Regions from separate parts of the Mus musculus genome. Here all the other regions are linked to region 6. The links are chromatin contacts, called in public promoter capture Hi-C maps. All regions are on one chromosome and are shown on one strand. Each heading gives the region's core, a stretch centred on a gene start, on an enhancer-like site or on the middle of the called end of the contact. The rest is flanking DNA. Distances are from core to core; before and after follow the strand shown. Region 1 holds the start of Cir1 (corepressor interacting with RBPJ, 1). Region 2 holds the start of Spc25 (SPC25, NDC80 kinetochore complex component, homolog (S. cerevisiae)). Region 3 holds the start of Wipf1 (WAS/WASL interacting protein family, member 1). Region 4 holds the start of Gpr155 (G protein-coupled receptor 155). Region 5 holds the start of Atf2 (activating transcription factor 2). Region 6 holds the start of Dync1i2 (dynein cytoplasmic 1 intermediate chain 2). Region 7 holds the start of Sp9 (trans-acting transcription factor 9).

Evidence for each region. Promoter capture Hi-C pulls out the DNA fragments that hold promoters and counts their contacts. Capture Hi-C pulls out chosen DNA fragments and counts their contacts.
Region 1: a promoter capture Hi-C map of liver shows a contact between it and region 6, with 6 times the contacts expected there. The contact joins the promoter of Cir1 here to the promoter of Dync1i2 in region 6. A contact is called at or near these places in 5 of 39 promoter capture datasets (the C10 cell line, hippocampal neurons, liver and 1 more).
Region 2: a promoter capture Hi-C map of pre-B cells shows a contact between it and region 6, with 5 times the contacts expected there. The contact joins the promoter of Spc25 here to the promoter of Dync1i2 in region 6. A contact is called at or near these places in 2 of 39 promoter capture datasets (liver and pre-B cells) and 1 of 9 other capture datasets (liver).
Region 3: a contact with region 6 is called in a promoter capture Hi-C map of neutrophils, with 6 times the contacts expected there. The contact joins the promoter of Wipf1 here to the promoter of Dync1i2 in region 6. A contact is called at or near these places in 2 of 39 promoter capture datasets (neutrophils and pre-B cells).
Region 4: a contact with region 6 is called in a promoter capture Hi-C map of pre-B cells, with 2.9 times the contacts expected there. The contact joins the promoter of Gpr155 here to the promoter of Dync1i2 in region 6. A contact is called at or near these places in 5 of 39 promoter capture datasets (the 3T3-L1 cell line, hippocampal neurons, liver and 1 more), 1 of 115 datasets of contacts at active chromatin or transcription factors (astrocytes) and 1 of 9 other capture datasets (liver).
Region 5: a contact with region 6 is called in a promoter capture Hi-C map of liver, with 4 times the contacts expected there. The contact joins the promoter of Atf2 here to the promoter of Dync1i2 in region 6. A contact is called at or near these places in 1 of 39 promoter capture datasets (erythroid cells), 1 of 115 datasets of contacts at active chromatin or transcription factors (astrocytes) and 1 of 9 other capture datasets (liver).
Region 7: a contact with region 6 is called in a promoter capture Hi-C map of liver, with 8 times the contacts expected there. The contact joins the promoter of Sp9 here to the promoter of Dync1i2 in region 6. A contact is called at or near these places in 1 of 39 promoter capture datasets (liver) and 1 of 115 datasets of contacts at active chromatin or transcription factors (astrocytes).

Annotation. Positions count from the first base shown.
Region 1 is chr2:73,311,258-73,313,957 of GRCm38.p6, reverse strand. Cir1 (corepressor interacting with RBPJ, 1) reads left to right here and starts at 1,366. Exons shown (of 10, transcript NM_025854.3): 1 at 1,366-1,541. The coding sequence starts at 1,470. Scrn3 (secernin 3) reads right to left here and starts at 1,306. Exons shown (of 8, transcript NM_029022.1): 1 at 1,245-1,306.
Region 2 is chr2:69,204,765-69,207,464 of GRCm38.p6, reverse strand. It overlaps Spc25 (SPC25, NDC80 kinetochore complex component, homolog (S. cerevisiae)), which reads left to right and starts at 1,252. Exons shown (of 7, transcript NM_001199124.2): 1 at 1,252-1,401; 2 at 2,287-2,439; 3 at 2,544-2,609. The coding sequence starts at 2,301.
Region 3 is chr2:73,528,045-73,530,744 of GRCm38.p6, reverse strand. Wipf1 (WAS/WASL interacting protein family, member 1) reads left to right here and starts at 1,258. Exons shown (of 8, transcript NM_153138.4): 1 at 1,258-1,418.
Region 4 is chr2:73,385,226-73,387,925 of GRCm38.p6, reverse strand. Gpr155 (G protein-coupled receptor 155) reads left to right here and starts at 1,446. Exons shown (of 17, transcript NM_001190297.2): 1 at 1,446-1,661. Gm13707 (a long non-coding RNA gene) reads right to left here and starts at 1,076. Exons shown (of 9, transcript XR_866430.3): 1 at 570-1,076.
Region 5 is chr2:73,891,307-73,894,006 of GRCm38.p6, reverse strand. Atf2 (activating transcription factor 2) reads left to right here and starts at 1,368. Exons shown (of 15, transcript NM_001025093.2): 1 at 1,368-1,532. Gm10822 (a long non-coding RNA gene) reads right to left here and starts at 1,599. Exons shown (of 3, transcript XR_003953852.1): 1 at 1,268-1,599; 2 at 970-1,096.
Region 6 is chr2:71,210,501-71,213,200 of GRCm38.p6, reverse strand. It overlaps Dync1i2 (dynein cytoplasmic 1 intermediate chain 2), which reads right to left and starts at 1,255. Exons shown (of 16, transcript NM_010064.4): 1 at 1,127-1,255.
Region 7 is chr2:73,270,575-73,273,274 of GRCm38.p6, reverse strand. Sp9 (trans-acting transcription factor 9) reads right to left here and starts at 1,349. Exons shown (of 2, transcript NM_001005343.2): 1 at 1,184-1,349; 2 at 1-150. The coding sequence starts at 1,204.

The sequences.
Region 1 (2,700 bases), core at 117-2,616, 2.1 Mb before region 6:
GAAAAAAAACAAACAGGAAGAACCAATTCTTAGCATAGTTTTATATGGGAGCATCCTAAATATTTTAAAACAAAATAAAAAATATAAATACAATAAATGTTTTATTGAAAGGAAAGCAAAGCAGGATATGATAGCCCACCTGCAATCTCAGGACTCGGCAGGATGAGCTAGAGTTTAAAGCTAGCCTATGTCTCAAAATGACTCAAGAAACAAGTTCACCATGGAACAAGTAAAGGGTCTTCTCCATCTCAAAGATGGGAAGACGTACCAGTTTTTCTTTTGTGTCGCCCCTCTAAATTTCTTGATCTCCTGCTTACTGTGCTCCAAAGTTAGCTACTCCAACACATAATTTAGGCAGGCTATTAATTCTCCTTTTTTCCAGGCCCGTCAGTATTAAAATAAATAAGTAAATAATTATTAAAACACCACCTAGAAGGTGAAAACCCAGCTTGGTGGTGCATGCCTGTAATTGAAGATTGAGCGTTACGTGGACCGCGCCACGAATAACACAAGATAAAAAAACAAAAAACTGGCACACAGCCAACACCCAAATGAAAGCTGACATCCGTTGTACCTTGGCATTCTTATCCTCACCAGACTAAGTGACTATCCTCAGTGGACTAAGCCTTGCTTACCCGAAACTGGGATGGCGGCAACAGCTAAGAAACCCGCACCCAGGGAGAAAGTCGTTGGCCCTAACATGTTCTCATCATTCACGATGTTTGCTGAGCAAACTTCTGCATGGCTAGAAATAACGGAAGGGAGCTGGGTGTAGTGGCGCAGGCCTTTAATCCCAGGCCTGGGAAGGCAAAGGCAGACGGATCTGTTAGTTCAAGGGCAACCAATGCTACATGGCGAGGTATACATAATGATAATAATAATAATAATAATATTATTATTATTATTATAATTATTATTAAACCTTAACAGTAATTGGAAAGGAAGAGCCTAGGTTCTTGAGCTTCTAACAGTCTATTCCCGTGCTTTTGGTAACACCAATCTTCCGAGGCTCACAAACGTCCTACAGTTGCCGGGAGACAACTTAATCTACATGGGAACTGCGCGGCAAAAGAAAATTTTTTTGCAACTGGAGTCGGCGTTGCCAGAAAGTGCTGGGCTCGAACCTCGAGACCTCGCTTGTTCGGGCTGACCGCGCTCGGATCGAAGCTGACGCAGCAGAGCCCGCCGCCGCTCGCGACCCCGCAGAGAGCGAGCATCGCGCACAGGGGGTTCCCCAAGCTTACCTCTGCTGCGCACGCGCGGACGCCGCCAAAGCCGCGGCAGCCACCAGAAGCGACTGCCGGAAGAGAGCAAGAGGGGCGGTGCCAAGCGTCAAACCACGGAAGTAGTCATCCTCCCGACCTCGGAAGTTCTCGCCCAAACTTGCCTAGCAGTTCCGGTGAAGCTCCGGGAGTTTGTTTACGTTCCGAGAAGACCTAGCGGTTGGCTTCTCCGACTCAGACGCCAAGATGGGGAAGTCATTCGCCAATTTCATGTGTAAGAAGGACTTCCATCCTGCGTCCAAATCCAACATCAAGAAGGTGAGTAAAGGCATCCGGAGAGGGCAGAGATTGCTAAGCTCCCTGGGAGGGTCGTATCCTCCTCACGGCTGGAGTCGTCGATCTTTCCCCCTTGCAGGAATGATCCCCCAAGTCCCGCCTGTCAGTCAGTGGGGAGACCCACGCATGGTTTGATAACACTGTCCGTTCAGGATCCGTCTCCTACAGCCCCAAGCCGGTGAACTCTGCTCTGGGTCGAGACTCCTGCTTAACGGAGATCTTCTGGCAGAAATCCTCCCTCTGCTCACTCTCCATCCCGTAGTGTGTTTCTGATGGCTGCGTTCAAGTTGAGCGTTTTAAACAATCACAGGGCAACCAGTTGCTGGACACAGAAGGGCCGTGGCGAGAATTACAGCGCCAAAGAATGGCGACGGGAGAGTGCTTGGGCTTTGGATTCTTAGTTCAGTACAGTTACATGTAGCCCTGAGGCCTCGCACAAAATAGTCAATGATGTGAGCATTAGCCTCGTACACTGTTGATCAAGAATTATCAGTGTCAGTTGCCCTAGTTTGTAAAAATTTTAGGGAGATTAGATGAGATAGTATGGCCAATGACTAGAAACTCGAAATGAAGGCTTAGCACTGTGTGTTAAGAAAAGTACTCAAGTACTCAAAAGTACACAAACTTATGAGAATATATTTCGCTTTTGTTTCCAAACCAGTTGTGGGTCCTGTATATTACCATACATCTAAAGAATGTATATATTAGCATGCATGTACATTAGGATATCTGTGGAAGAAAGTGCAAGAAATGCTAACACTGGTTATCTGCAAATATAGTTACTTAGGTTTTTAAGTCCCTTGGGAGTGGGGAGGGCTTGCCAGATCTCAGCCTTACTCCTTGACCCCAAAAGTCTTGTTCTGTTTATTTTGTAGTACTCCTAATCCCCACGAGTGTATTTCTTTATGTGTTTCATAGCCTCTATTTGAGGTGGGATCTCCTGCAGTCTAAGCTGGCTTCAAACTTGCTGTCTAGGGAGGATAGCCCTGAACTCCTTGTCCTTCTGCCTCCAACCCCCTGCCCCCACCCCCAACCCCCACCCCCGCATGCTGGGATTACAGGTGGAAGCCACTGCAATCAACTACCACTTCTCCTAGGTCATAAAGTAGTTTATAATATGCAGGAGAAGCATTGTGAGCAC
Region 2 (2,700 bases), core at 3-2,502, 2.0 Mb after region 6:
GGGATTAAAGGCGTGCACCACTTGGGGATAAAATAGCCATAATCTGGTAGCTTAATCTTATAGTTGGCATTTGGATGCTTAAAGGGAATCAAAGAAATATTAGTATGGTCTACAAGCAAAGGGTTATTTTCAGAAACAATTATCATAATCAAAGATGAAAATAACAATAATTTTTTTTTAATATTGACCATCTCAAGTTCCTTGTTTTCTCTTTCTTTTCTTTTTTCTTTCTTTTTTTTTTTTTTTTTTTTTTTTTTTGGTTTTTCAAGACAGGGTTTCTCTGTGTAGCCCTGGCTGTCCTGGAACTCACTCTGTAGACCTGGCTGGCCTCGAACTCAGAAATCCGCCTGCCTCTGCCTTCCAAGGGCTGGGATTAAACGCGTGTGCCACCACACTTCAAGTTCCTTTTCTTTAAAGGGCATATTCTCAATTCCCTATCTTTCTCAGTTTTACAAAGAAAGATGTAGTTAGCAAGTCTGTTTCATCTGTGAAGTTGTCTTCTAACAAATCTTAGCTTAAAATCTTTACTATTTTTTAAAATTATGTGTATTTTTAATTATATGTTTAATAACTTGGTGGCTTCCATCTGTCTCTCTTCAGGGAGCACCGGTTACTTTAGTATACAGTGTTCTGATCCCATTCAGTTTGAAGTTCTGCGAGATCCAGGAGCTTGTTTTTGCCAGTAGGTCTTAAAATCAACAGCTGAAGGACTGGCGACATGGCTCAAAGTTGCAGGGCGTCTGCTCCTCAGGCAGAGGAGAGGAGTTTGATTATCAGTGGCTCACAACTGTTCCAGGGGATCCGATGCCCCCTTCTGTAAACACGTTCAAACATAAAAATTAAATAAGTAAAATACTCACGATAAATCAATGTTAGAAAAGCTTGGGAAATTCAAACATTAAGTTTGGGTAAATAGTTTGGTAACTTTCAGGATGTTTCAGCCTAATCAATCATAACTGGAGTCTGTTCAAGAGGATTTTCCGTCATTTCCAAAATAAAACGAGTGCAAGGAAGAAGGAAGTATATGTCATAAAAGAAAGCAGTTAAATTTCAATTTTTACATTTTTTTCTTCATTCTGGGGCAAGCCCTTCTACTTCACTATAGACCGCGTCCCAAGCTGTCTCAGCAAAGAACTACGAATCCCAGAATGCTCTGCTCCATAGTTGTCCGCGAGAATTCCGCAGGCCGATATCAACCAATCCTTGCACGGAGAGTCTGCCCTGTCAGCCAATCAGAAGACGGAGTTGAAGGGCGGGTAAGCAGGCGGTGGAGAGTTTGAAATTGAAAGACTGCGCGCTGGAGGAGCAGCAGACCCGGGAGCAGCAGACGGAAGAGCGGCGGGCTGGTTCCTGCCGGACAGGTCCAGTCTGGTGGAGACCGCGGCGTTCCTGGCCGCTCAGGTCGGGAGCCGTTTGAAGGGTTGTGGGGCTTCGCCGACCGCACGCCCGGGCTGAGGGAAGCCGGCCTGGGCATGTCGGCGTGGGTCCGCAGAGCCTGGAATGCGGGCGTCCGCTGTTAGCCGCGGAGTTCGGGTCCTGGCGCTGCTCGGTCCCGATCACACTCCCCTCTTCCGCCCTGCAGGGGGAGGAGTGGACGGAGCAGTCGGCCAGGGGTCTGATGCAGAAAACCTGCAGGTCTGTCTGTCCCCCAACCTCTTCGAGTCTCGGTCTCGTTGCCTGCGAGCAGGTCCTTTAGGAGAAGCGGAGTGACACCGGGGTCCTGTTAAAACATGACTTGAAAGCTTCGTGCAACCTTGTTTTGGTCATATTCTTTCCTCTCCTCCACCTCCCTTCATGCCTTCAGAACAGATTGATGCACATCCACCACAGTTAAGCCCAAATTGGCTTGGATCATCCTGTTGCTAACTACCGGACTGTTAGTGGATTATTTTTATCTTATTTTACATTTTATTAGGTTCTGGCCCAATGTTGACCAGGCTATCTTTGAACTCAAATACCTTCCTCTGCCTCTCTGCCTCTCTGCCTCCGATGTGCTGGGACAGTGCTGGGACAAAAGGCGAAAAAAGGCGTTTAGTTCACACCCTGTTGTGTTTATTTAGAAAAGGTCTCTTGTATATCAGACTGGTCCTGACGTTGGCTGACCTTTACCTCAGATTCTCCTGCCCCCAGCTGGAAATGTTGGAATTAAAGTCTGCCTTTATGCTAGCTGAGTTGCTCAATTATTAACCATTCTGTAGCAAAGTCAACCTGCAGACATAAACTCGAAAATGTGGCTTATTTGGTGTCGATAGCAACTAAAATACAGCTTTGTGCTCTGTTTTGCAGTGTCTTAAAACATAATGGGTGAAGACGAATTGGCACTCTTAAATCAAAGCATCAATGAATTTGGGGATAAGTTCAGAAACAGACTCGATGATAATCATAGTCAAGTGCTGGGACTTAGAGACGCCTTCAAGGACTCCATGAAAGCGTTTTCAGGTACTGCCAGCCCTTAACTCCTAACTTGTGGATTTTGCTGACCTTATTTATTTTTTACTGTTATTTCAGCGGGATTCAAATATCTCTTGTAATTTGTCTTTCAGAAAAGATGTCTTTGAAATTAAAGGAAGAAGAGAGGATGACTGAGATGATTCTGGAGTATAAAAACCGTATGTGAATCGTGTGTAGATTAGCTTTTAGATTGAAGGTCTTTATCGTGAAATCTTAAGTAAGACAGTGTTGTGAGTGTTCGTACATTCA
Region 3 (2,700 bases), core at 9-2,508, 2.3 Mb before region 6:
TTAGATTCCCAGCATCTACGTGGTAGCTCCCAACCGTCTGTAATTCCATTATCAGGGCATCCCACACCTTCTTATGGCCTCTGTGGCACCAGGCAAGCACATGATACAGATAGATATATTTGCAGGCAAACCACTTGTACACATTAAATAAATACATACATAAAAGGCAAATATAGCATAGACCTTAGACGAATACAGTTAACAGTGGGAGTTTGTAACCATCCTGGAATTCATGGTGAGACCTAAAAATAACAAAAACAAAACAAAAAGGAAAGAGTGCATTTAGAGACTCCTACCAAAAAAAAAAAAAAAACAAACAAACAAACAAAAAAAAAAACAAAAAAAAACGCTAATAAGAGTTTAGGAGAGGTGGCCCTGTCGCTGTCTTTCCAGGATTATCGTATCCGCCAGAAGCATGTCACAGAGACTGCACACATAGGGACAACTCAGCACAGAAAGCCTGAAGCCGAGGCATTCTAGATGCCACATTCTGAGGTGCATCTTTCAAAGCTTCCCTGCCTTTACCCAGAGAGCTACGTCGTCTCGGTAGCTTTACTATCCGGTCCAGTAGTTATACTGACCATAACTGTCTTTGTCTTTCAAATGTATATGTTCTAATGTGTCATCCCAGTGTTAACTTGCCTTTAAGGCCTGATAGTGGTGTTTTTGAGAACTGGCAAGAGCCATGTGAAAGGGCCTCGGGTTTCTCCTTATACTCGCTCGGCTCTTGATCTTTCTATGTTTGCAGAAGTCGGTGGAAAAAAAAAAAAAAAAGATTCCAAGAATCCCAACCGATAGGCACCTTACCCTGGGAAGAGCTGTGCGCTCCCAGTGGGCGGGGATTGGGGACGCGCGTGGCCCTTGGGCTTCAGTGGGGCCACTCCATCTTAGAAGCCAGTTTTTACAGTGAATGGAAACTTTTAAGTTTCTCAAAGCGGGGGGCGCCCTCTGATTCGGGAGCGGAGTGGAGATGACCGGAAAAGGCTTTCCCTGTGTTGGGGGGAGAGCACCCCACTCGGAGGCCCGGGTAGTTTCTAGGGACAGCGTCTTGGGTTGGGTATCCCTTCCAGGTCCGGCTCCTGGGCGCACGCAGGTCCGGACCCCTCGGCCTCCGCCCCGGGGAGAGCCCAGCCCAGGCTCCGGTCCCGCCGGCCTCGGAAGTCAGGGCGCGGCGAGGGCGAAGGGCGAAGGGCCAGCGGCTGCCTCGGCGTCCGCGTGTGGCGGGGGCCGTAGGGGGAGGACGCGGGCCGAGGGGGAGGGCGCACATCTCGGCGAAGTTCCCGGATGGTCGCAGCCTCCCGGCGCGGAGCGCTTTTCCTGCCCGCCCCGGCTCAGCCCTGCGGACCCAGAGAGAAGTTTCCCAGAAAAAAATGCCCCGCGCGCCGCGGGGCCGAGGAGCCGCCCGGAGCCGCTGCACGGTAAGGGAGCCGCGCCCCACCATGCAGGGCGCGTCCGGGGTGCACGGAGTTGGGGTGCAGACGGGCGGGTTGTCGGGGCCGCGTCCTCGGCGCCCAGGGGAGCGATCCCCGCTCAGGCCCGCGGTCCAGCCCGCGCGGGAGGAAGGGGCGGCGGCTGCCGGGGCTCGAGATGCCGCGATCCCCGCTGAGCGCTGCGGGGCTGCACCGACCCAGGACCGCCCGTGGACCCGATGGATCTAACCGCGGTCTCCCTGGGATGCCCGGGAACCGCATCTGCAACTCCATCTCCACCGAGGGCGGGTGACTTTGGAGTTTAGGGCTCCCAGAACTTGGCTCCAGTGCTCCCGGGCAGCCTGATCCCGGGTATGGGCGCGCTCTAGGTGCCTATGTCTGCTCCTGAAAGGGCGGCCAGCTCGGGTCAGGGCTTTGCGCCCGGGGCCTCTCCCTAAATCGTGGACCGCTTCCCTTCAGCCTTCATCTCCCGCTACTTTAGCATGCTTTTCTTTTCAAAGAAAGAACAGTGAAACTTAACTAGTGCAAGAGAAATCCAATAGGGATGACCCAGATCCTCGGTTTGTGGCTAGACTTTGAACTCAGATTAACAAAAGGTGTGTCTGTGTGGAACCTGGTTTGACTGGGTCTTGCTTAATCTCCAAGGAATATCCCCGGGCTATAGGCTCCTAACCCCTCAGGGTTTCTACAGTGAGCAGATTTGGTCTCTTTCTCTGAAAATCGCTAGTCTGTCTTGGATCTTCCTTGCCCTTCATCTCTCTGGTTCCTGAGCGGGCCTGCAGGTAGACCCACAGGGACAGCGGACACGTGTGCAGCCTGGGTAGGTTTTCTTTTAACAGCTTCCATATAATTTGAATACTGTATTTTCATTTGATAGATTTTTTTTTGCCTCCTCAAAAAATGCTTATTTCAATAATTGATAAATAACTTAAAAGTTTGTAGATCATGTTTTTGACTTCTTAAAGAGAGAAAGTCTTTCATAAACTATGGGCTCTCTGCTTCTTACAGTGCTCAGGGCACTGCCTTCTACCCTGATTACCTGCCAGTTGCGGTTCACCAGGCTGATCCTCTCAGAGGCATGGGGTGGTGTACACATATGTGTACAGATCGTACACATATCTGTGAGTGCCGGTTGCCGGCTGAAGAGAAGCTGCAGACTGGGTTTTCCAAGTGTTCTGGATCCGCTCAGCGACATCACCGTCTTCCCTGAGTAGCTTTTCTCTTTGGGAATCACATGAGCGCTTTTAGATTACGTGATGGAAAGCAAAGA
Region 4 (2,700 bases), core at 197-2,696, 2.2 Mb before region 6:
ACAGGTTGGCCTTAACTTTCCTTTCTAGGCCTGTCTTTCAATAATCCTTTAAAAGTCAAAGTTCACTAAATATTTAGTTTGACTAATGTTCATAGTTTCAAGGCAGGAATCCATTTAGCCTTGAGATAACAGATGTATTGTTTTTTTTTTTTTTTTTTTTTTTGCAGTTAGGTTAATAGTTAAAAGTGAGAAAGACAAAAAATGAACCAAAAGGGAGTAAGCTACATTTTAAAAAATAGTTTCAATTCTGCTCACCTTTCCTTAGGCTTCATATCCTTAAGCCAGCTCTTGGCTTTTCTTTTCTTTTTTTTTCCCATTTTTTATTACATATTTTCTTTATTTACATTTCAAATTTTATCCCCTTTCCTCATTTTCCCTCGGAACCCCCTTCCCCCATCCCATCTCCCTTCCCGGCTTTTATTTTCTTAGTAAACCATATAGTAACTTAATTTAAAGGTGCAAATAGTACTGTACTTTGTACTAAAACTGCACAGATTAATAGGACATAGTAGTGGCCAGACAAAACAGTAAAATTTGCAAAGCAAGATTTCTTTTTAAGAAATACTTACAAAATCACTGAGATCAGGCTTTAAATTAGAAATATTTTTTGTTTCAGAAAATGTCTTCATTTTCACACGTTGACTTCGAGAAGCCCCAGTAGACTTCCGAGAATACTAGGAGATTCCTGTCTGTAAACTAAGAGCATACAGCCAGAGTTCCTCCACAACAGAAAAAGAAGCAGTCGCTGCTGGCAATGTATTCTAAATCAAGCACACAACTAAAGCTTATATTTTAATCTCTTTTGATTTAGGAAGGTCAAGATCATGCTAGCTTGGGAAAGGTAGAAGGCAGGGTTTGAACTCACATCCTTGCATTTATAACTCTATACTATGCAATGACGAGGCTAACCAGGAGAGGAATTGACAGGATTACTGGAAGCTGAGGTTAACCGAAATGATGACAGGCCTTCCTGAGTCTGAGCAGAGGCGGAGGAAACCAATACTGCCAATCCCCACCCGGCCGCCATCTTGTGGGAAGAGAAAAGCCGGAAGTACAGCTACGGGAGACCGGCGGCCAAGTGGCTTTGGCGGAGGCGAAGCATAAGGGCAGGGACTGGGCTGTGTGGCCTCGGGCACCGGGGGTGGAGCGGTGTCGCTTGTCCTTGGGGGCGGGGCCTAAAGGCGAGGTGGAGACCCGCATTCGGGCCTTCTGGCTAGGGGCGGGGCCTTGGGGTGGAGCCCCAGGGCGGAGTGCAGTGTAGCACTGGAGCTTAGGGGTGTGGCCTGACGGCGGGGTGGAGATTTGAAACGCGGACCTCCATGCTGGAGGCGGGGCCTTGGGCGGGGCGGGGCCATGTCCTGAGCTTGGGGGCGGGGCCTCACGGCAGAATGGAGACCGGCTTCTCTGACCTCCAGGCCAGGGGCGGAGCCTGAAGGCGGGGCGGAGGCGGGGAGGAGGCACCGGGCTGCAGACGCCTAAGGTAGCTGACAGGACCGCAGCGGCTCACCCCTCCCTTTCTCGGAACGTGGTTGGGCATCTGCCGCTGGCACACGCCGCTACAAGAGGGTTCGGGGCGGGAGATGACGGCGGTGTGCTCGCTGCTTGGCCCTCTGTGAGCATCGGCTTCCTTCTCCTTGCAGCCGGAGCTGCAGACCTAGCAGGTGAGATGAGCCCCAGTTGCGTTTGCAATGGCCCCTGCCCCTGGGGTCCGGACCAGTGGGCAGCGCCAGGCTGCCCTGGCGCCTCGGCTAGCTGCTGCGCCTGTCCGCCTCTGCTCCACAGAGCCTGCGCCTGAAACCTGCGGGAACACTGGAGATGGTCTGCTCACAAGGGACGACTTGTCCCCTCTGGTGCCAGAGCTGCGGTCCCCAGGGTGCGAAGCACCCCGTTGCACGTGTGCTCACATTGTCATCTCGGACTTTTTACTTTAGCCCAAGGTGGCCTTCGTGTCTGCCCCTCCTGAGCACCTCGGGATCTTTGCGCCAAATTTTCTCCCATACTTCTTTACGGAGCACCTGACGTTGTGACTCCCATGCCCTGGCTTTCCACTTCCACGGGTGTCAGCTGCCCTCGGTATCATCTATTTGGTCAGGGACTCTGCACTCCTTATCTTGGCGGGCCAAAGTCTGATCCTGCAGATTGACAAGGGAAAAGGCAGTGACTGGAGTGCCTGTTGATGTTGAAGAGTGCTTTTTATAGTGCTGCAAGGCATTAGGCTTTTCTCCTGTCTAAAGGATAGGAGTGTTTGAGAAGAGAACAGCCTCAGTTTAAAGCTTTTTCTTTCAAGTCAGTACTGCAGCACATTTGAACTTAATAGCATTTAACCTACAATTTCAGTGCTTTGGTCATGTTATCTAAGTCAGATGTAATGCGACTAGATGGTTTGTATACTTCGTTTTCTAGTGTCTGGCCCAGTGAATTGGCTTTTCCAGTGATAGGACAACTTGTTTGTTCTGCAACAAGTCTTGTTTTTGTAGTTTAAAGGACTGGATGACATTTTTAAAACTTCCTTTGTTGTGGTTCTTGTTAATCTTAAAATGTGCATAAGAAGCGGTTTTTCGTTTTGTTTTGTTTTCATGTTTAAAATGGTATGAGATAAAACTTCAGAGTTATTTTTAGTTTTTTTTTTTCTCCCTTCCTTATTTTGAGACAGCTGCTAATTTAAGTCCTGGCTGGCTTTTCTTTGTAGCTGGGCTTGAA
Region 5 (2,700 bases), core at 119-2,618, 2.7 Mb before region 6:
TAAAACATTAACCAAACCGGACGTGGTGGCGCATGCCTTTAATCCCAGCACTTGGGAGGCAGAGGCAGGCGGATTTCTGAGTTCGAGGCCAGCCTGGTCTACAGAGTGAGTTCCAGGTCAGCCAGGGCTACACAGAGAAACCCTGCCTCGAAAATTTAAAAAAATAAAAAAATTAATACCGATCTCTTAAGCTTTAAATGAATGAAGTGATTCTATTGAAATTAATAATTTTAATTAATTTCTTAATTCTACGTCAGGTACCCTGGAAGTGGAGTTATAGACGGCTTAAGGGTTACTTGCGGATGTCCTGGAACTCACTCTGTAGACCAGGCTGGCCTTGAACTTAGAAATCCGTCTGCCTCTGCCTTCCGAGTGCTGGGATTAAAGGCGTGAGCCACCACGCCCGGCTCGCATCCAGTACTGTTAACCGCTGAGACATCTCTTCGGTCCCTGAAATTTGTATTTTTATATCTAACTAAGTAAAGGAAATTTGATAAAAGAAACACTCATAATTACAAGAATTTTTCTCTAGGAAAAAGATCGTTGCTTTGTTTTAAAATATGGTGACATGGGGGTGGAAGACGGTGTATTTCCTTTTGATCACTGCCTTTGAACATACTCGTATGTAATATACCATATACTTGACATAGGGTGGTGGGGAAGATCGGCTCCAGTTCTGGCTTAGTAAAATCCGAACAAAGAACTCTCTAAGAAAAGGTTTCTATTTTCTACGCAGGGCTGACTTATTTTGCTTCAGTGTGCACATGGGGGCGGAGGTGATGACTGGCAAACCCCGACTCTCCAAAACCTTAAGCGTAGCTCTCTCTCCAGCTCTGGCTTCTCGGTACACGGAGAGTGGTCCAGAAGCGCTTCTCCCTTCATAGTCTCATATCCCTAGCGAAGTCAGAAACCAATACGACAGAGACATCCGGCGCCAGGGCTGGGCTCCTTTAGGCTCCCCGACCTCACCTTTCTTCTCTCACACCGCCCACGCCCTCCTGCTCGCTCCTCCGCCACCTGCGCGCGCGCCCCAGATCCGGTGCAGCTTCTCGTGCCCGCCTCCCGACGGCTGCCAATCACAGCTTTCTGCAGTTCCCTGGTTACCGAAACAACGGTCCTTGGGCACCTTGGCCACGCCCCTTTGGACCTGCTTCCCGCCTTTCGTGCTTTTCGCCCAATCACTCGCGTCCGAGTGTTCTTTGGTTCCCGCCTCCCCGCCCCCGCCCTCCTGAAGACCCGCCCTTTTTCCGAGGCACGACGGAGTCACCTGACCCGCGGGCGCTCCCTCGGTGGAAAGCAGGAAGGGGCGTGTGCGTGAAGGGGAGGGGCGCAAGAAGAAAGCGGCAGGGATGCCGGGAGTGGGGCGGGGAGAAGGTTTGTCAGTCGGATCTCGCGAGAGAGGACGGAAGCCTGTGGGAGCCCGTGGCCTTTAAAGTGCGATTCAGCCCTCTCCTCCGGGGCTAGTTTGTAAACACGGCCGGCCTCCGGGCTCGCGGGTGGCTGGCAGGACCATGAATTAGTGACCTGGAAAGGTGAGTAATGGTGGAAGGGCCACGGGCTTGGAGGTTGTAGGGATGCAGAGGAAGAAGGTGCTAACATGGCGACGTCGCTGCCTGTAGTCTCCACCCCCCGCCTCCCACCCCTTTTGCGCCCCTGCTGTGGACCCCAACCCTACGGACGGCGGTGGCCGCGTTGCCGCCTCTGGTCTGGCGGAGCGACCGGACCGTTAGGTAACGCGCTGCGGCTCCGGCCGGCCCCTCCCTCGCGCGCTTTCCCAAGCCTGAGCGAGAAGGAATAACGGCTCTTCTCCGACCCCTCCCTCCGACTTCTCCTCTGGTGTGGTCACTTGAGAGGTCCCCGAGGCGCCCTTCGGATCCGCCCATCTGTCGGGGAGACCCCCGCCGCTAGTCCTTGATCGCGCTGCCCAGAGGGCCCACGCTGGGCTCCCCACCGGGGACTCGGGCGATCGAGGGTTTGGGATGGTGCGTTGAAGGATTGGGAAGCAAGGGTCTCTGGCCTCGGTGGAACGTGATGGAGCCAATGGTAATGGAGAACCTGCTGGTGGTCTCGGCCTTTTCTGTCCTTTCTGCCGCCCTCACACTCCCGCCGCCGCCACCCCCCCCTTTCCAGGTGGGGCGGGGCTGAGGTGTGGGTGCAGGTTGATTCTGCTATTCCCCCCCACACCCCATTTACTTCGACCGGTGTTCTGCAGAGCTTTTGTAGGAAAATAATCTGTGCCTTTTATTACCCCAGGGACAAGGAAGAGAGGTAGGGAGAGATGTGTGTATGTCTCCCCGGGATGCTCACTCATTGAACCAGACCTTGGAGGAGATGGGAACTATTTTTATGCACATAGGTATTATAAAATTGTCTCTTCTTTAATGGAGACTCTTAAACTGGGAAGGTCGAGTAAAACTACCACCAGTATAATTGAGTAAAAGGGATACTCATGATAGACTCTAGGCCCATCGACTAATACCTAGTTTACCTTGTGGAAGTCACAGTTTCTTGGGGATTATAAACTAGGGACACGTTCACACCAGATGCAGGTAATGCTGTTTTTAACATCTGACCAAACACGGACTGTTCTGAGCTCAGTTTGTCCTGTTTGAAGAAATTCTTAACCCTTGGCCATTGTCAAGTAATAACCGTTCCAGGAATACTACTCATTTAGCGCCAAATGGCCTGGGTCTCTAGCAC
Region 6 (2,700 bases), core at 6-2,505:
TATGAAAATGAAAAACATTCTTCTATGTAAATGAAAAAGGGAGAATTCTTGGTAGCGTACTTCAGAAAGACAGGACAGTGGGCAAAAACTAGTGAGCAAGTAACAGGAAATCCCTTTAATATACACTTTTTTTTCCATTTTTTATTAGGTATTTAGCTCATTTACATTTCCAATGCTATACCAAAAGTCCCCCATACCCACCCACCCCCACTCCCCTACCCACCCACTCCCCCTTTTTGGCCCTGGCGTTCCCCTGTACTGGGGCATACAATGTTTGCGTATCCAATGGGCCTCTCTTTCCAGTGATGGCCGACTAGGCCATCTTTTGATACATATGCAGCTAGAATATACACTCTTATATATACTCCCAACCAAGTCATTTGAACAAACTCGCAAAGCAAAGCTCGTGTTTCTTCACCCACTCTTTTCAGGTCTCTAAAAAGCTTCATACTGTAAGGGCTGTTGAAGAAAGTTTCCATACACATCACTCTGTATGATTTTTTTTTGTATTATGTATGATAAATAATACATATTATTTTCTGTTTAGGACCAATTGTCAACAATATACCAATACTGCCTGGAATCTAGTTTGAAGAAATACTTCTTCCTTCAACTCTAACTATTTTGTCCCGCTGAAGCACGGGCGATCAGTTAGCTCCCTCATTATCAGACAGGTCAGGGCCTCTGCTCCGTGACTGACAGGTTCATTTTCTTAAAACTCCGGAAAAAGGAAAGTGTCTAGAATGATGTTTACAATCACAGTGTTCAGAGACCTCCAACACACACGCTAGGTGCCTGGTCATTGCTACTGACCCAAGTAGTAGTGATCTTTATTAATAAAAACCAAGCAAAGCTTAAGGAATTACTTTCTCCCTAGGCTTAAGGCCAAGAGGGTGCGGTCCGGGCTGGGGTGTGTCCGAGGTCCACCAGACGGGTGCAGGACAAATCCCGAGGGTCCAGGCCGCCTGCGGAGGGTCCCGAAGGGTTGCCAAGGGCCCTGGTGGCCTCCCCAGGCCGCTTTGAGTCACCCGGGCCGGCGCTGTCAGAATATCGGCCGGGCGGCCCTACGAGCTCCAAAGCGGCCATCAGAGGCAAAAGGGACTTGAAGGAAGCGCGGCCGACCGACCTGTCAGGTGGCGGAGTGGAGATCGCTTTCTCTGGCCGGTAACTTCCCGGGAACGTCCCTCTCCAACTGTCGCCGCCGCAGATCCGCGGCGTCCCAAGCACACAAAGAGGGATGGGCGGCGGCCGCTACGGCGAGAGCCGAGGGACAAATGGCTGCGCCGAGACGCGGTCTCACACAGAATCAGAGTCTTTGCCGCCCAGCGCAGAGGGGCGGCCTCTCCGTGACTTACCTTTTGTAAAACAGAATCTCCCGGTTGAAACAGATACACCGGCCCGGGGCCCGAAGCGTTTCCGCTTTGGCAAAAGCTGGACAACCACACCTCACATCCTGGGGCGGAGCCCTCAATACCTCCAGAGAACTTCAAGTCCCGGCAACCAGGCGCCCTGCCTGGGCGAGCGAAGCTCTGTGGGAGTTGTGGTCCCACTAGAGGCAAGGAATGCTGGGATATGTAGTCAGTCTTAGCTTTCCTGTCCCCAGCACCAAGGCCATCTTTCTGCCCTTAAAATGCTAATGAGAACATTCCAGAGTTTGTATTGAAGGTGTTTTCTTCCGTGGAACAATGATTACAATGCAGCATGTGCTGCTTAAGGTCTGTGGCCCAACATTAACAAAATCTTAAGTCCTGTTTTTCCATAATGAACCTGAGAAAAGGGCATTTTAAGAAGTTTATTTATAGGCATGTGCTCGTAGATTGATTTGCAGGGGCCATGGATTATTGAGGATTCTTGTAGCATGTGACACAAGATCAAAAATAAACATATATTGGGGCTGGAGAGATGGCTCAACTGTTAAGAGCACTGGCTGCTCTTCCAGAGGTCCTGAGTTCAATTCCCAGCGACCACATTGGTGACTCACAACCATCTGTAATGAGATCTGATGCCCTCTTCTGGTGTGTCTGAAGATAGCTACAGTGTTCTTGTATAAATAAAATAAATAAATCTTTAAATAAAAATATATTAATTTAAGCAGGGCATGGTGGCGCACGCCTTTAATCCCAGCACTCCGGAGACAGTGGCAGAGGCAGGCGGATTTCTTAGTTCAAGGCCAGCCTGGTCTACAAAGTGAGTTCCAGGACAACCAGGGCTATACAGAGAAACCCTGTCTCTAAAAACAAAACAAAACAAAACAAAACAAAAAAATAATTAGCATAAAAATAATTTCTAGTATTTTATAACAGAATAGTTTCCTCCAAAAAGTGTGTTTGGTAAGAAAGCATTTTATACTATTGGATCTGGTTAGATTTTTAATATAAAGAAAATAATTGAAATAAGAATTTACCAGAAGTGCATGGGCTGATGCATGTGGCTTGAAGAATTTATTTGAATAATCTGAAGCATTATTTGCCAAGTATTAAAGCGTTATTTGCTAAATATTAAAGGTAATACCAAAGCATTACTTTCTTATCTTCTAGAAAACTGACAGGAAGAACATTGTTTAAGTTTAATATTGATCTCAAATTTGAAGCTTTAAAATTTCAAAGAGCGTTTAGTTATGCAGACTTTGTTTCCTTCTTTCCAAATAGTTTTTGTTTAGTCACTTGAAAATTGTTATGAGTAGCCATTCATCATGTACCA
Region 7 (2,700 bases), core at 100-2,599, 2.1 Mb before region 6:
GCAGCTGGACGAGGAGCGCTTCCAGGGGTGGAAGCCGCCTTTGGCGAAGGCGCTGGACTCGGGCAGGGTCGTCAGGGGGCTCGTGTTGCCGATCTTGTTGCAGGTCGCCGCCAGCATGGCCAACGGGGTCGTTCCGAAGCGTGGCTCTTCCTAGAGTGGGTGGGGTGAAGGAGGGAGCGAGGAGGAGGAGGAGGAGGGCAGGGAGAAGTGGGGGAAGACACAAAGTGCACCGGTGAGCAGCCTCGTTCCCCCCGCGCAGATCCCGGAGGGCCCTGGCACCCCGGCTCGCGCCTCCTCCCCGCACGCTGGCGGGGGACGCGCCGCGCCCCGCGCAGGACAGAGGCGACCACGAGCGAGTAGGAAAGTTGTTCCTCAGTGAGACTATAGATCAGAAATGCCTCGGTTTTCGCCACTTCGTTCGCTGCCACCCTTGTCTAGAATCAGACTTGGGTTGACGCCATAAGCCCGCTCATCTCCCAGAAGCTCCCAAGTCGCCCTTCCGGGTGTAGCACGAAGGTAAACACACACAAGAAATAACGGGTGAGGGCGGGGGGTGGTGGCCAAAACAGCCACCCAGTGCTGGAAGAAACTCTTAGAACATTCCTCGAATGAGTGGCTACGACTTGGCTATTTTCTTTTATAGTTCAGAAACGTAGTTTTGATATTTACACAACGCACACGATTACAAAAAGAATCCAAGTATAAGCGGCTTTCAAAGTCAAGGGCAAACTGGGGAGCCACGCTAATGTAAGTGTTTATTAATGTAACTTCGTGGCCTGCAAAACAAGACTTTCCAGAAAACACTGTAATGTAATGCAACAACCCCCAAACCAAGTGGCGGGGGGTGGGGTTGGGAGTGGGGGAGTGATGTTAAAATCAAGAAGGGAAGAAAAGAAACATTCGGCTTTGCCTCAAAAACCAGTTAAAAGGGAACTTGCTTAAGACATTCTTTTCTTGCAAAGGCAAAAGGTCCCAGGTTCCAATAACTTGAAAAGATCGGTTCCAGAAATGTAGAAAATGCTAAAAGGAAACCAGAGCTGTGGTATAGCAACAGTTTCTTGAGAGATTCTGGCCCAGAGAAGCCATAAGAAAACAAAACAAAAACAAAAAACCACCACCAACAACACAAAAACAAAACAAACAAAAATGAGCAAAGCCTTTGCAGCGAGTCTTTTTCACTTACCCCAAGTATAGACGTGGCCATAGCAGGTTTTGGGCTGCGCGGCGAGGCCCGGAGCGGTGTTAAGCCTGGCGGCTGCTGGGAATCACGATTCAGGTCCCGCGCGGCTCCCGCGTCCCGCGCTCGCGCCGAGCGGACTCTGGGCTCCCGCCGGCAAAACTCAGCCTAAGTGCGAGGAGCACCCGCTTTGAAGTGCCGCTGGCTGCGCCTCTCGCCCAATGAGGGCGCAGGCAGAGCAGACGGGAGCTGCCCCGCAGCCAATCAGACGCTCCGAGGGGCCCGAGCCCGGGCTCCTGGCGCGTGCCAGTCAAGTCTGCGGGCGTGGGTGGGAGGGGGGCGGGCTAGGGACAGAAGAAATTACAGTGCAATTAAAAATTTACACACACTCACGTACCAAGCCAGGTTTAAGTACTGTTGAGACCAAGCCGCAGGCCCCCACCACTCCCACCACCCTGGCCACCTTGCTACGTAGGGCTGACAGTCTTCACTCTCCACTTGTGGGAAAGAAGCAGGAGAGGGACACCCCGGCCTAGGGCACAAGCAGAAATGGTCTGCGTTCACTTTGTGTGTACACGTTGTTGCTGCGAAGAACTTGAACTTGTAGCCATCACTCTTGCGATGGATTTATCCTTGTCGTGGTCGTTTTCCCAGATTCCTGCTCCCACCGTACTCTTTTTATACTCAGAGTCCTATTGAGCAGAGGGCGCAAAGGACAGCTGGGCCTCTCCAGGCAGGTCTACACCCACAGACTTGTTAGGAGAGCCCAGAGCCTGCTGCATCCCGCCATTTCCCTCCAGCGGTCTAAGTGACTTCCTAATTGTCGCTCTGGCCTCTGACCCAGGGGGTAATACAAGTGCCTATCACACCAGAAGCTCCTGGTGGTAATTGAGGGCACCCTTTGTATGGCTTCGCCAGCGCCTAGATACCAGGTTAACCCAGTTGTCAAATATGACTAAACAGTGGGACGTGCTGATTATCTGCCAGGTTTTTCTGGGGGCTGGCGTGGGGGTGGGAAGCATCAGCCCATACAACACTCTGCACGAAGCCGCTTATTTTCACATTGTAACAACTTTGGAAACGGAGACCGGCGCGAGCGGCGTCCGCCCCCCCACCGCCACCCCCGCCGAAGCTGCAGCTTGCACCGCTGTTTGTTTAACCCGGTGGAGATTTGCATGTCGGATTTCAGGTTGAAGTCGAGTTTTAGGGGATGTTTATAGAGTCATTTTTCTTGCTTCAGATTCAAACTATCTCCACTGCAGACTGCTAGGGCCTAGAAACTCCGTCTTCAGGGCCAAGGGACTCCAAAGGAAGGCTCATCTTCATCAGGCACCCTGCTGACACAGCCTTTGGAGGACCTCTCCGGAGCCTTCACCGAGAGAGTCTGCGAAAGCCAGGCCACACGTGGGCGCCTCCGCCTTCTGCAAGCTGGAAGCATCTTCAAAGCCTCTCTGGACCTTGGTGTAAAAAGAGGTGTCCTCACGCATCGCAAGGCGCCGCCGCTGGAGGGTTTCCTGTTTCTG